Regions from separate parts of the Mus musculus genome. Here region 2 is linked to region 1. Evidence: chromatin contacts called from public HiChIP or PLAC-seq data. All regions are on one chromosome and are shown on one strand. The core of a region is the stretch at or near the end of the contact, and the rest is flanking DNA. Distances in the headings are between cores, read along the strand shown. Region 1 holds the start of Stx1a (syntaxin 1A (brain)). Region 2 holds the start of Pcolce (procollagen C-endopeptidase enhancer protein).

Region 1 (7,683 bases), core at 2,570-5,069:
AGCAGGTTCTCTTAGCTTCTCCTTTACATTTTTATTCGAGACAGGCTCTCATTAAGTTGCTGAGGCTGATCTTGAACTCCCAATGTAGTTCAGACTGACCTTGAATTTGAGATGTTCCCAATCCAGCATCCTGAGTAGCTAGCATGGCAGATACGTATCAGGAGACACTGCAGGTCTGATGCTGAAATCGTTCATTTGGGGGAAGGTCTAAATTCCCATCACGGGCCCCTCCTCTGGGATCACACCCGGTCTCTGCCTTCAGAGGGCCACACATGTATCTCTTACTTTCAGGCTGGCTTGCTCTGACTGCCCCTGCAATACCTATCCTCTACTGCCTGTAGTAGATCCCTGGGTCATGCTAGCCCCACCCAGAAGTGACCAGTGATCTGGGAACACTCTGTGTTTTCATGGGAACAGAATTCTCCAGAAGAAAATGAAGGCCTGGGGCTGGGGCTGTTGTTCAAGTTGGTAGAGTCGTATGATCAGCAAGGACCTGACTTCCACCCCAATCTCTAGGTAAACTGAGCTTGCAACCGTGCATGCCCGAAATCCCAGCACTGGGACTCAGAAGCAGAAGAACTGCATGTAGTTTGAGGCTACCCTCAGCTACATAATGAATTCCAGGCCAGCCTGGGGATACTTAGTATATCTGTGTTAAGGGGAGAAAAAGAATAATGAAGAAAAGAAAAAGAAAGAGAGAGAGAGAGAGAGAGAGAGAGAGAGAGAGAGAGAGGAAGGAAGGAAGGAAGGAAGGAAGGAAGGAAGGAAGGAAGGAAGGAAGGAAGGAAGAAAAGAGAATCAGTAGGCGGGTACCTACATAACCACCACTCTAGTGTTTGAGAGGTGGAATCTGCCTGATCATGAGTTACCAAGGCCAACCTTGGTAACATAACAAGTTTAAGATCAGCTCTTTTCTCACAAATGAAGGGAAGGGAGGAAATGAGGGAGACCTTGAGTTTTGGGGATGAGGCCTCTTTACATCCCACGTTAGGAGAATACCATACTTAACTCTCTCCCCAGTTGTGTGATCCTGGACCAGTCTTGGCCTCTGAGGGGTTAAGCTTCCATGGGCCTATCTACAAGGCTAGGGGGAGGCTGCTGGCCCCTTCAGGATCGATTTCAAAGTGCAATCTGCAGATCTGGGAGAGGCGGGGCTGAAGATGGCAAGAGGGCCGGGCCCAGCCTACAGCACAGCGGCAAGGAAGCACGCCAGCTCTTTCCCCAAGTGTGACTTTTATAAATAAGCTCCCTTCTTCTCCTTCCTTCCAAATGTGGTGGTGCTGGGTGGGGGAGAAAGAGGAGGAGGAGGAGGCAGAGGAGGAAACGGGAGGGAAAGCTGGAGCAGGCACACAGATGCCCTGTGTGCGTCCTGCAGCAGCAGCACCAGGTGCCTCCATCCCTGGTGACCCTGACTCCTGGGCTTCAGGGGTTCCTGAGAACTCCAGCCACAGTCGAAAGTCTGAGGAAGTCTGAGGACCTCTCCTCGAGCCCCAAGAAGCTGGGTGCTGAGTTTCCCCCTTTGTCATTTCTTATGGATCCCACGCTACATAGCATCAAAATCCCTGTGAAGCTAAGGACGATGGTGAACTGAGGGTCCTTCAGCCTCCATTTGGAGAGTGCTGACATGGTTGACAGGTGCCCCCTCTCCCCCACTCCCCTGCAAATGTCTACAAGCCGAGCTACCTTTCTAGTTCCGAGTGTCCTCTTTGCATCTCACAAACTGGAACTCCAGGAGAGCAAGGGATTTCTAAGAATGACAGCAGCCCCCAAGACTATTTCACCCCAGCCATGCTTGGAACAGCTAGGACCACTCCCTTCCCAACCCCGGTCAAGGCCAGATAGCTGAGAGGACTGTCTCTAGTGGATTTGATGCCTGGGTTGGGTAGAACGCATATAGCGTTAGTTTGAAGTCAAGTTTGTCATCGCTATGCAGGGCTACCCAGGACAGTGTTGGGGCCATAGCTCTAGGTTCAAGCTTTTTACGACCCAAGCTGTCTGACCCTGATCAACTGACCACTCCTCCAACAAACAAGTGGGCCACTTTTGCTGTGCCTCAGTTTCAGCTTTAGCAGAGAGGCTGAAGGCTGATAAGCGAAAGGCTGCTACCACGTGGAAAGGCCTGTGTTCGTGGCTTGTGGTTTCCTCATACAATCATGACAGTCACACGGGTTGGGGCACACGTTGGGGTGACCACATCACTGCCATCTATCACCTGGACATGCTATCTGATTCAATCTGTCACCAGTCTGACACAATAGTGTGTGCTGTCATCTCAGCACTCATGAAGTCGAGGCAGGAGGATTGCTTTGAGTTTAAGACCCAATGAGACTATATAGTTCCAAGCCACCCTGGGGTACAGAGAAGGATTTTACATAAAAAAAAAAAAAAAACAAAAAACCGTAAAACATAAAAACACCGGAAACTTGAGGGCAACGACAAGGGGCGGGTGGGGAAGTGTTTAAACACTATATATGACTTGAAAGGCTGTCTGTTTCCTTTGAAATAGATGAGGCACTGGGCATCCAGCCAGGAATAATACAGGTCTGAAGGCATGTGGGGGTCGCTTGCAGGTCAGGAACAGGATGAAGGCTAGACTGGAGAGCATAGATATGGCTGGTATTATGGTAGAGGGATCCAGGCACAGATGGAGAAGCTAGGCAGAAATCACAGCCATTAGGTCAAAAGCCCCAAAACAAAACTTTCTATGAAGGGCTGTAAGTGGGGCACAAGATGAGAGGGATCTAGGACGCCACCCAGCTTGGGGGGACACCCAGAAATCAACGGGTGGGGTTTGCTGAGGAATCAGATATGACAATCTGATGTGGCGCCCTTATTTAACCCTCTCACGGGAGAGCTTAATTTCTGTCCCTCTAGGGTCTGAGGCCAGAGAAGGGCACTCCCCTGTGTTAAAAGTGGGGTCTCATGATTGAAGGATCATGGGCTCTGACTTAGAACCTTTCTACTGCCTTCTACTCATCTCGAAACCCCGCCCTAAGAGCCACACCCCAGAGGCCTCTCTCACACAGGTAGGAAAATAGATCCAGGTCGCAGTTAGACCTGGCAATCCGGGAAGGGTCTGGGAAATGACAGCCTGGGTTGCCTGGAAGCCCAAAGGTGGACCAAGGGTAGATATGGTTGAGTCCTTTAATCCAGAGCAAGCCGGGTATCCCTAAAGCGACCAGGGTGGATCGGGAGCCACAGGTGATGGGAGCCACAGGTGATGGGGAGCCCCAAGAGACGGCTCCCGCAGAGGCCACCCCCACCCGGCGGCCTCGTTTCCGCAGCGCGCCCAAGGATGGGGTTGGGAGGGGAACTCTGGGCAGGGGGGTGGGAAGGAAACGAGAGGTTCAGCCTCCAGGGGACAGTGCAAGGACGGTGACAAGCGGGCGAAGAACGGTCACGATTTTGCATCCCGCCACCGAAACCCCTTAACAGCCCTCCAAATCGCCCCAAACAGGAACGCCCTGAAAAGTTCCTCAAAACCCCAGGTTCTAGCCATCAGTCCCGGTGCTGAAGGGCTCGAGTCCGTGACCAGAAGTAGATCGGAGGGGTGGGACTCCCATGGGGGTTCGAGGGTCCCTCAGCTTTGCAAGGCTCCCTCCGTCCCCTTGTAGGTGCCTCGGTGGCATGCCGGAACAAAGTGGAGAATTACAAGACGCCGGGTGAGCGGCGCACGAGGATCGGACTCACCGTGCGGAGCTCCTGGGTTCGGTCCTTCATGCTCCCGGGAGTGGCAGTAGGCGCCGGCTGCAACCGAGTAAGTCCCGCATGCGCGGATGCCGCCCCGCGGCTGCGCAGCGCCAGCCCGCGCCCCGCCCCAGTCCCTGGGACCCCCAAGCCCAACCCCAGCTGGCCACGCCCATCATGCTTCCACGCCCGGATATATCCCGCCCAGGGCTCCGCCTACGGGGAGCGCAAAGGGGTACAAACCCAGCCCTCGGGACCTGGTTCCTCCCCTCGTCAACTAGTGATCTCTGTCTAGATGCAGCTCCAACTCCTTGGCCCTTCTCTGCCCCAGCCCCCACCTCTGCTCAGCCACCCATTATCTAGATAGACCCTGGATTCTGACTCTTAGAGTCCTTCCTTTCCCCTGGATTTGCTGGAGTGGAACCCTTTCCACTTTGTTCAATGATAGTCTCACTGTGTAGCCCAGGCTAGCCTTGAACACCTGCTCCTACCTCAGCCACAGGAGTACAGGTTTTGCAGACATGAGCCTCAATGCCAGGTTTGAAAATCCCTTCTTGAACCGACCCCCGGCAACCCCCTCCAACCACCCATCCTGTCCTGAGATGGCTGAACAGGTAAAGATGCTTGCCACTAAGCTTAAAGATCTGAGTTCCAGCGGGGTGATGATAGCACATGTCTTTAATCCTAGTAGGCAGATCTCTGAGTTCAAGGCCAGCCTGACCTACAGAGCAAGTTCCAGGACAGCCAAAGGTACGCAGAGAAACTCTGTCTTGAAAAATAACAAACAAACAAACAAACAAACGATTGGAGTTCTAGCCCTGGGCCCCACGTGACTGAAGAAGAGCATTGGATTCTGTAAATTGTCCTCTGACCGCCACATGAGTGAGCTCCGTGCTTCACATATATGCAACCACACGATGGAGGCAGGAGGCACATGGCCAAGTGAATATAAAGTAAAATAAAGCCCTCTCTGTAGTGGTCAATTCTAAACCTTCCCACCTTTCTGAGCACCCCCCTGTCTCCAGACCGGGTTGCTGCCTCTTTACTCTCCCCAGAGTTTCTCAGCTCACCTGTTCGATTCAATTTGACTGCCTTTCTCTTTACACACAATACATACATACATACATACATACATACATACATACATACATACATACACAAACAAATAAATGAAATGTTTAAGATATTTAAAAGGAAAAAAAAAAAAAGCTTGCCACCCCCACCCCTCCATGCCTCCAGCCCGGAGTTCAAATGCCAGGCCTGACGTCTTATTTCCTGTGTGGAAGCTGTAGGCTGTTCAAACCTAGGCCCAGTGGAAAGATCTCAGTGGTCCCTGCAGAGCAACGTGAACGGTATGCTGGTCCCTGTAGAGCAACGTGAAGAGCCTGCCGGTTGGCAGACATGTACCTTTTAGCTTCCTGCCAGCATCTTGTTACAGAGTACACACACACACACACACACAGACACACACACACACAAGTGGTCTCAGGCTTTCTTGACCCCAAGCCAAGCACACCCACACCTCCTTGTACACTAGAGTTACCAAGGCACGGTTCTGGATTGGATCCAGCCTCCTGCTGCCCAGTGTGTCTGGCCCTGGCACCTCTCCCAGACTTTCAGTGCAGGTTAGATGGCTGGCTGACAGGCACGCTGGGACACGGGCTCAGCCTCCCCTCCGTCCCTAGAAAAATCTGACAGGAGACAAATGTGTCCTGGCACGGGAGAGAGCCATAGCCTTTCCGGTTGTCTAGACATCAACATTATGCTATATTTTATTTTTAATATTTGTTACATCATTTATTTGTGTGCATGAGAATGCCACGGCTTACACAGAGAGGTCAGGACAACTTGCTGGAGTCAGTTCTCTGCTTCTGCCTTGTGTGTCCCAGAGACCAATCCAAGTCCTTAGGCTTAGCAGCAAGTGCCTTTACTCAATGAGCTCTCTCTCTCTCTCTCTCTCTCTCTCTCTCTCTCTCTCTCTCATACACACACACACAAGCTGGCCTCAAACTTGCTATGTACCTGAAGATGACCTTGAATCCCTGATCTTCCTCCCTCTGTATTGTTCCCCTACTCCAAGGTCCCCAAACAAACCAGGTAGGCATATTGCAACCAGACTTCACCGTGGGCTACCAATGAGTCTATTGGCCTTACTCCCATTGGTGAGGGGTTTCTTCCAGGTGAATAGATGCTCCCTCAAGCTACCCCCTCCCCACAGTGGTCTGAATGGGAATGGTCCCCACAGATCCACAGGGAGGGGTAGCCTTGTTGGAGGAAGTGTGTCACTGTGGGAGTGGGCCTTGAGGTTATACATGCTCAAACTATGCCCCGGGAGGTTCACGGTCTCCGTCTACTGCCTGTGGATCAAGATGTGGATCTCTCAGCTCCTTTTCCAGCATCACTGCTGCCTGCATACCACCATGCTTCCCGCCTTGATGATAATGGACTGAACCCCTGAAACTGTAAGCCAGTCCCAATTGAATGTTTTATTAGAATTGCCATGGACAGAGTATCTCTTCACAGCAATGGAAACCCTAAGATGTCCCCCAAGTGATTTTTTTCATGGTTGCATGGATAGAGCCCCTCCCCTAGATCTCCCCACATTTATACCCTAGCCCCTCCCTAAAGCATCACCCCCATGCACCATAGGAGGGCAGAATTGTATACAACTGGTTGAGAGGGGTGCCTGGATACTCACTGAGAGTCCCATGAACCTTTCTGCTCCCTCCTTCTCTGAGAAAAGATCTACTATGAACAGGCCCAGCCAGGCTCCTGAAGATGGTGGAACATCTGTCTACAACAGCCTGCCTCCCAAGTGCTGGGATTACGGACGTGTGCCACCTTTCCCATTTTATGCAGAGCTGTGGAGGAAGCCTAGGGTTTCATGCACGCTAGGCTAGCATTCTACCAACCGAATTACAAGTCCAGCATTTTTTTTTTTCTTTGTATTTTGAGACAGCGCCTCACACTGCTAGCCTGGGATATATTATGTTATGTAGCCCAGGCTAGCTTCAAATTTAAGACCCTCCTGCCTCAGGCTCTTGAGAGCTGGGAGTACAGGTGCCACACAGTGTGCCAGGATACTTTGCACATCTCCTCTCTCTGTCCTCCACATGGCCAATTTGACTGACAGGAAGCTGCCTAGCCCCGATCTAGTGGATTTCCTATACATAGGGAGCGGAGTGGGTCACGGCTATGTCCTCAGAACTCAGTATCTGTCTGTGGGGTGAGACTTCAGGAAGATGAGAAACTGCTGCTTCCTGAAGAAAGCCACGCTATCTTGCCAACATCACTCATGCAGACATGTTAAATATCAGCATGGAAAACGAAGAGGGGCTGGAGAGATGGCTCGGTGGTTAAGAGAGCACCAACTGCTCTTCCAGAGGTCCTGAGTTCAATTCCCAGCAACCACATGGTGGCTCACAACCGTCTGTAATGGGATCTGATGCCCTCTTCTGGTGTGTCTGAAGACAGCAACAATGTACTCACATACATGAAATAAATAAATAAATCTTTTTAAAAAGATGAATGAAAAAAGTGTGCACTTCCCTCTAAGCTGTTTTTCTTCTTTTTCTTCCTTAACATTTTCTTTCTTTCTTTCTTTCTTTCTTTCTTTCTTTCTTTCTTTCTTTCTTTCTTTCTTTCTTAGTTTCTCTCTCTCTCTCTCTCTCTCTCTCTCTCTCTCTCTCTCTCTCTCTCTCTCTCTCTCTCTCTCTTTCTTTCTTTCATTGTTGAATGCTCTACTGCAGAGCCATAGTGCCATGACCCTAGCTATTCACTGGGTGATTCTAGGTTTCTAGGCAGGTGTCCTACCACTGAGCCACGCCCCCAGCTCTGCCCTGGGGGATTCTAGTCAAGGACTCTACCACTGAGCCACACCCCCAGCCCCTCACTGAGGGATTCTAGGCAAGGGCTCTACCACTGAGCCATGCCCCCAGCCCCTCACAGAGGGATTCTAAGGAACTCTACCATGGTGTTACACTCCTAACCTCTAAA
Region 2 (7,683 bases), core at 1,981-4,480, 2.6 Mb before region 1:
ACAGGGCTTGCTTTGCTAGTAAGAGGATCTGAATTTGATTCCCAGAAATCATGTGGTGGGTTGGTTTGCTTGTTTGTTTGTTTGTTTGTTTGTTTTAAAAAGCCAGGCACAATAATGCATGATTACAGTCCCAGCTACGGGGAGGCAGAGGAGTCTCCAGGTTGTCTCAGAGTCCCGGGAGACTAGGCCTTAGCATAACAGCTACAATTGCCCCTCTGAACACCACACACGTATGTTCACCTGTGTCTGTACTATAGAACAGCCATAGAGAAGTTAGTAGTTCGTGGTGGGCTTTCCAGTTGGATTTTTGGAGACAAACGCTCACTGTGTAACCTGATTTGGACTGGAAGTCACTTTAATCCCTCTGCGTCCCCATGCCTGATTGACCTTTAAATTGTCCCTTGCTTGGTATTTTGTATTTTTATTCTGTGTGTGTGTGTGTGTGTGTGTGTGTGTGTGTGTGTGTGTGTGTGTGTGTGTGTGCATGTGCAAGAATGCATGTGTGTGTGCAAACGTGTGCAGGTTCCCCGGCAGCTGGTCTTGTCCTGGGGAGTTGAGTGCCCTGTAGCCTCTGGGAGACTTTGTGTGCACAGGAATGGACAGATAGCTGCCAGCTTTCAGGGCAGGGTGGACTTTCTGGGACAGGACCTGCTTTTCCTCCAGCTCCCAAGACTGCACTCTGCCCCAAGCCTTCCATTCAGCCTTTCTCCAACCTGGGATCCCCACTTCCCTCCAGGCCTCTAGTATTCCCACCTTAACCCCCCTGGCCATGTTGTCTGTCCGTTCTCAGGTTCACTATCTGCAACGCCCCATCGCCCTGTGGTGTGGCCTCAACCATTCCTTGGTGCTGAGTCAGACCTCGGATTTCAGCAAGGAGCTGCTGGGGTGCGGCTGTGGGGCCGGAGGCCGTCTTCCTGGCTGGCCCAAGGGGAGCGCCTCCTTCGTCAAGCTGCACATCAAGGTCAGAGCAGGGTCGGGCAAGCAGGCAGGCCTCAGGGAGGGTAGAACACTAGAGCCAGGTGGACCACGGGACTTAACCTCCCTTCTCTCCAAAGTCTTTAAAAGAATTGTGGGAAGGGAGTTATGCCACAGTATGCCAGTGGAGGACAGGGGACAACCCGTAAGATTTAGTTCTTTCACTGCTTCATATTGGGCACCAAGCATGGCCCCAGTTGATTCTCACTGTGGAGCCCAGGCTGGTCTTAACCTCTAGCTTTTCCTGGCTTTCCTGTGTCCCCATCCCCAGCAGATAGCTGTGACCCCTGTAAGGGATCCATTGGTTCCATCTCCCCTGTACTGCGAAGTCTCCCTTCTTGCACCACACTTCTCGCCGCTTTCTCCTTAGCTGACCCCATGGCTCTATCCAAGTTCACATGGGTCCTGGAACATAGCAAGCTGAAGCTCACTTGCTGGCCAGGGCCTGTCTGAGAGGGGTCAGCACAGCATCAGGGTTAAGTCGGCTTCCTGGAAGCAGTGTTAAGCCTCCCTCAGCTCCACCCGTTCTCTCCTCTAAGGTCCCTTTGTGTGCCTGCTCCCTCTGCTCCACCAGAGAGTGTCTCTATATGCTGTCCAGCCACGACATCGAACAGTGCCCTGTCTATCGAGACCTGCCAGCCAGCAGGGTGGGGGGGAGCCCTGAACCTAGCCAGGGGGCTGGAGCCCCCCAAGACCCTGGGGGAACAGCCCAGGCCTGTGAGGAGTACCTCAGCCAGATCCACAGTTGCCCCACGTTGCAGGACCGAATGGAGAAGATGAAGGAGATTGTGGGCTGGATGCCCTTGATGGCTGCCCAGAAAGATTTCTTCTGGGAGGCACTGGACATGTTGCAGAGGGCTGCTGGAGGGGCTGGCCCAGACACCTCGACTCCCGAGAGCTGAACCCCTCTTCTTAGCCTTTCCTCCTGAAGGAAGTCGAGCCGTGGGCTAGAGCTGAGAAGAGATGGAGTGTCAGAGAACACTGTGTGTACATGGGTGGGGGGTGGGGGTGGGGCTGTGGGGAGCAGTGCTGCGTATTCGAGGGGAGAGGAGGGACCTCTTTTATAAATGTGCAGGGGCCTGCCCTGGAGGAGCCCCTAACCTGACTATCATGAGCGAGAAATTTGATGGACAGTAGAATAAAAGGCTAAAGCCAAGCCTGTTTTGAAACCCTGGGGCCTCATGGAGGGGTGGCCTGGGATGGAGGGAGGCCTGGCTGGTGAGGGGGTGGGGGGAGACAGAAAGAGCCCAAGCTGTTGTCTTACTGAGGAAGTGCCAGCACCCCCAGCTAACCTTCCCCTTCTCACTCCAGAAGCCCCACTTTGTGATGTGGAGGTCAGGCCTGGGCTTGTGAAGTAACTCGGACGACAGACACACCTTACTTCCCACTTTGAAACCTCTGTTGGGTCTGTTGGTTTTGTTTGTGACAGAGCCTCACTGTGTGGCCCAGGCTGACCTCTTTAATCATGCTCACGCTGACTCCATTTCCAGAGAGCTAGGATTTCAGGTGTGCCTCCATCATACCTGCACCAAACCTGCAATCTGATCGTCACTTCTAGGGTACCTCACCCCTAGCCCACAGTCCCGTGGAATCAGCATCCCGTCCTCTTCTGTCTCCCATCTTTTCCCTTACTTTTTGCTCCGTCCCCTCTTTGCCCAGGGACAGGGACACTCCACACCCCCCCCCCCCTTAACCCTTCTGTACCTTAAAATAGTTGGAAGAGAAAATAAGGAGTCAGAAAGCCACTTTGCTTGGCCTGATCTGGTCCAGTGTTAAGGGGAGGTCCTAAGTATGTGCAGAAGCTCCTGGGGAAGGGGGTGCAGGCCTGTAATCCCAGCACGTGGGAAGCTGAGGCAGAAAGATCGAAAGCTCCGACTAGCCAGTGCGTCATGGCAAGCCTGTCTTAAGCAACAAGAACTATCTGGAAGTGTGCAGTGGGACAGTGGGTAGCCAAGAGACTTGGGGACATCCCCTCTAGATGCCGAGAAAGCAACAGGTGAAGAAGGGTCCAGCCTGCACCTGAAAGTCTCCAGCAAATGCCAGGTCCCCAGGCAAAGGACAGAGGGCAGTGGCATATGACTAGATGTGTTCCCAGCATTCTCTGGTCAATTAATATATGTCCAAGACCTAGAGAGGCCTCTGAAGGGACTCAAGCACTGTCCCAGCTGTCTCCCCGTCCCGCCTCCCCTGCTGCCCGCCCAGTTGGCCAGTCCCCACGCCCACACACCCGGGGCTGCTTCATCTGGTCCTGATTATCCTGCTGCTGCTGCTGCTGCTGCTGCTGCTGCTGCTGAACTCAGCTGCTGCTTCCAGCACTTCCCCCCTACACAATGCTGCCTGCTGCCCTAACCTCCTTTCTGGGGCCATTCCTTTTGGCCTGGGTGCTGCCTCTTGCCCGAGGCCAGACCCCCAACTACACGAGGTAGGTCTCATATCTTTCAGATGGCTTCCACAGGAAGCTTCAGAATGCTTGTGAGTCCTGGGAGGGCTGTGCCTGTGGGTCTTGCAAGCTCTTCTGCTAGCAAATCCCTTTTCCTCTTCAGATTCATATCCTCCCTGTCTGCTGCAAGGCCACACTGGTCTGTAACTTCCACTGTTCCCACTCCTTCACTACTGTTCTTCTGCCCTCTGCCCCTCCATGGAGCTTGAACCCAGAAAGCCAAGACCTTGACCTTGTCTGTTAGCTGACATTCAGGAACTGAGATTGGGGGAAGGGTAGCAAGCAGAAAGTCAGGTACTGGTCCTTAGCCAGGAGCATGGCAGCAGGGCGAAGGTGGGAGCCCCTAGCTGTGTGTCCACTGTTGCTCTCCTCAATTCTCTTGCCCCCTCCCCCTCGTGGCCTCGTGGCTTGTCACATCTGGAAGTAGTTAGGCGGCTCCTGTCCTTGACTGCCAGGCAGGACAGGGAGGGGGGGTAGAGGAGGTTAGGGGGACTGAGAAGGATTCCCGGAATTCCTGGCAGCGTGGGGGTGGAGCCTCTAGGGGATGGAGAGACGGGGCGGTTGCCTAGCCCCACTTTCCGTGGTCCTTGGACTGGAGTCTCCAGTCCACAGGCTGGGGCTTCTCCAACACCATCTTCCCATATTGCCGTGGCTTGCCCTTCTCACGAACCATCAATGCAGGGGTTCTGCCTGACACCTCCTCTGTCCTCCAGACCTGTGTTCCTGTGCGGAGGGGACGTGACCGGGGAGTCAGGTTACGTGGCAAGTGAGGGTTTCCCCAACCTCTACCCCCCAAACAAGAAGTGCATCTGGACAATTACGGTGAGAAGGCCCCTCTGGTCCCCATTGCTCTTCATCAGTCTCCCAAGCCAAACCTTGACAGCCCAGGGACACCGTCCCCACCACCAGGCATCACCTCTGGGAAACCCTCTTTTCCTCTTTGGTCCAAGGGCGTCAGGCCCCATGGTAACATGCTCTGAAGTACCTCCAACCTTCCTCCTCTTGGTCCAATCCCACTACTGGGAACTGAGCCCTGGGACTTTGGCATACTAGGCCAGAACTCTACCACTGAGGTCCATCTCTTTTATTCATTTAGGTTTGTTTTTGTGGTTTGTTTGTTTGTTTGCTTGGTTTTGGTTTTTCGAGACAGGGTTTCTCTGTGTAGCCCTGGCTGTCCTGGAACTCACTCTGTAGACCAGGCTGGCCTCGAACTCAGAAATTCAACTGCCTCTGCCTCCCAAGTGCTGGGATTAAAGGCGTGCGCCACCACGCCCGGCCCTGGTGGTTGTTTTTAATGTGTTTGTCGGGCATGAGTTTGCACACGCATGCATGCATGTATGCAGAGGTCAGAGCAGGTGTTCCAGAGTTGTGCTTTTCTCCACCCTATTTCCTTGAGACAAAGCCTCTCACTAAATCTAAAGCTAGTATGAGAGCCAGCAAGCCCCAGTGACCCTCCTGTCTGCCTCCCAGTAGGGTTAGGGTTCAAGGCATATGTGTGGAGACTTCAATGAGGCCTTTTATGTGGGTTCTGGGGGATTTGAGCTTGAATAAGCACTTTTACCCACTGGGCCATCTCCCTAGATCGCTTCCCCTTTTATTTTTGAAACATGGTCTCTGTAAATTATGGGTCTTGGCATTTATGGTCCTCCTGCCTCTGTTTCCCAAATAGCTGGGATCCCAGGCACACACCACCACTTCTGGAGCTGAGCCCTAAGTTTTTGGAGGCAGGATCTCACTGTGTAGCTTAGGTTGGCCTTGAACTTTGAGGCAATCCTATCAGCACAACAAACCCTGGAATCACAGGTGTGAGCTGCCAAGCCTAGTTTAAGCCTTAGATTTTTATGGAAAAAAAAAAACGCTGAGACTCCATCCTTAATTCGCTCCTGTTTTCTCCCTCCAGAGACCACAAGGCAGGAGCAGAGCCCAGGCCCTGTGTGTTGCATTGGCCAGGGGTCCTTTCCAGTTATGGCTATTTCTCTGCCTAGGAAGTACTTGGGGGAGGGGGCGATGCCCACGGTCAGGGTTGTTTGGGGCCTGATTTTGCGGGACCCCCATTCCCCTTTTTTCAGGTGCCCGAGGGCCAGACTGTGTCCCTGTCCTTCCGAGTCTTCGATATGGAGCTCCACCCTTCCTGCCGCTACGATGCTCTGGAGGTCTTTGCTGGCTCTGGCACCTCAGGCCAGCGACTTGGACGCTTCTGCGGCACCTTCAGGCCTGCACCTGTAGTCGCACCTGGCAACCAAGTGACTTTAAGGATGACAACTGACGAGGGCACCGGGGGACGAGGCTTCCTGCTCTGGTACAGCGGCCGGGCCACTTCGGGCACTGGTGAGTATCTTCGCCTCCTCTTTCCCCTCTCCTGACCCCACCCCGGTTCAGGTCCCCACCCCTGCCCTAACTTTGATCCTCCCCAGATTCCTCCCAAGAGTTAGGGCCACCACTACTCCCTTTCTTCTCACTAACCGCCCCTTCAGTCCCTCCTCCCGGTCTTCTCTCCCCCTCCCGCTCCCACCTACCCCTCTTCCAGGGCCTCCCCCAGGTGCGAGGCGGAAATGGGTCATGGACCCGCGGGTGGAATGGGCGGCCTGGGGTTACTGGGACGGTGAGTAACTGCCCGCCCCCCTCCGCAATCGGGCTCCTCTGACAGGAGTAAGGGGGCACCTTGAAGCTGGGGGACAAGGATTCCCTCACCGGAGCCCCCTATACCCAGCTCTGGGATCCCGATTGCGGTCCCATCACCCCCTCCCGGCAGCACAAGTCTCTCTGGAAATGTTTCAGGCTGAGACCTCAACAGAGGGGAGGGCACCCTCACCACGTGAGAGCTCTCTAGCCTGCTGAAGAGGATTCTTCTGCTCGGCCGGGATGGAGAGATGGGATCTCCTAGGGGAAGAGGCGTGGTGTGGCGGTGGGCTGGGGAGGGGCCAGGAGGGATCCATTCATCTTCTCCTCTCTGTTGGCCATCCCAGTCCCATATTCCCAGGCGTTTGGTAACCCGCTCTTTCTACTGTTTCCCCTTGTGTCCCCTCATCTTGAGACCCAGACTTCCTAGCGGCCTGCCAGAGCTCCCAGTCTAGAGCTCTCTCCTAGCTGACAGAGGGTCTCTACCGCCCCCCACCCCGTCCCTCTCTCCCTTTCTCAGAGCACCAGTTTTGTGGGGGGCGGATGGAGAAGGCGCAGGGAACCTTGACCACGCCCAACTGGCCTGAGTCGGATTACCCACCAGGCATCAGCTGTTCCTGGCACATCATTGCACCCTCAAACCAGGTACTGACCTTCTTGCCTAGGCTGCCCACTAGGTGCCCAGGCAACATCCTTAAAAGCACACGGACAGCAAAACCTTATTGAACTTCTGTGTCCTGATCCCTGAGCCTGTCCTGGTAGAGACCAAAACCAGACCCATCTTACATGCAAGCAAAAATGATAAAAGTGTGTGATGCTACTGGGGTGGAGTTCTCCAAAGGATGCTCCCTGTAGAGTATAGGGGTGTGTGTGTGTGTGTGTGTGTGTATGTGTGTGTGTAAGACCCTCAGACTACCAGTGTGCAAACATTAGAGGGAACAAGGGGACTCACTATTAGTGCTACTTCCAAGTATCCCTAATGCTGAAAAAGGTGCAGGACACACTATTTGGTCCTCCTTGGCCTGTCCTGCTACGTAGCCTAATGCCTCTACCAGGTGATCATGCTAACCTTTGGGAAGTTTGATGTGGAGCCTGACACGTACTGCCGATATGACTCTGTCAGTGTGTTTAACGGAGCTGTGAGTGACGACTCAAAGAGGCTGGGGAAATTTTGCGGAGACAAGGCCCCTAGGTGAGTGATCCTTTTGATGGGCAGAGTTGGGGCTAACCCTGCATCCCTGTGTGAAAGACTGGGGGGGGGGGGCTCAGCTGACCAGGCAAGATCTGAGCTCTAGGAGTCCAAACTACTGGTCAGAACAAGTAGAGGACGTAGCAAAGGTGTAGTGTATCTTCTGGAGTCTGCAGAGCTTGTGTGTGTGGGGGGGGGAGATTCTGATGTCAGAGGACTGGTTTATTAAGCTTGGCCAGTGGGGACAGAACAGAGTGCCGAGTCTACCTGACACCTCAGCAAATGCTCCTCTGCCCACTGCAGCCCCATCTCTTCTGAAGGGAACGAGCTCCTGGTCCAGTTTGTATCAGATCTCAGTGTCACCGCAGATGGCTTCTCAGCCTCCTACAGGACCCTGCCACGGGATGCCGTAGAGAAGGAGTCAGCCCTGAGTCCAGGGGAGGACGTACAGCGTGGTCCC

Evidence for each region. HiChIP or PLAC-seq counts read pairs in DNA pulled down with a chosen protein or histone mark.
Region 2: a contact with region 1 is called in an H3K27ac HiChIP or PLAC-seq map of embryonic stem cells, with 7 times the contacts expected there. The contact joins the promoter of Pcolce here to the promoter of Stx1a in region 1. A contact is called at or near these places in 1 of 39 promoter capture datasets (embryonic stem cells) and 1 of 115 datasets of contacts at active chromatin or transcription factors (embryonic stem cells).

The regions. Positions count from the first base shown.
Region 1 is chr5:135,019,618-135,027,300 of GRCm38.p6, reverse strand. It overlaps Stx1a (syntaxin 1A (brain)), which reads right to left and starts at 3,819. Exons shown (of 10, transcript NM_016801.4): 1 at 3,691-3,819. The coding sequence starts at 3,720.
Region 2 is chr5:137,606,951-137,614,633 of GRCm38.p6, reverse strand. Pcolce (procollagen C-endopeptidase enhancer protein) reads left to right here and starts at 3,230. Exons shown (of 9, transcript NM_008788.2): 1 at 3,230-3,397; 2 at 4,129-4,237; 3 at 5,485-5,743; 4 at 6,555-6,679; 5 at 7,090-7,226; 6 at 7,527-7,683. The coding sequence starts at 3,306. It overlaps Fbxo24 (F-box protein 24), which reads left to right. Exons shown (of 10, transcript NM_027708.1): 9 at 791-961; 10 at 1,515-2,129. The coding sequence ends at 1,877. It overlaps Gm36266 (predicted gene, 36266), which reads right to left and starts at 1,928. Exons shown (of 2, transcript NR_165817.1): 1 at 1,704-1,928; 2 at 1-1,056.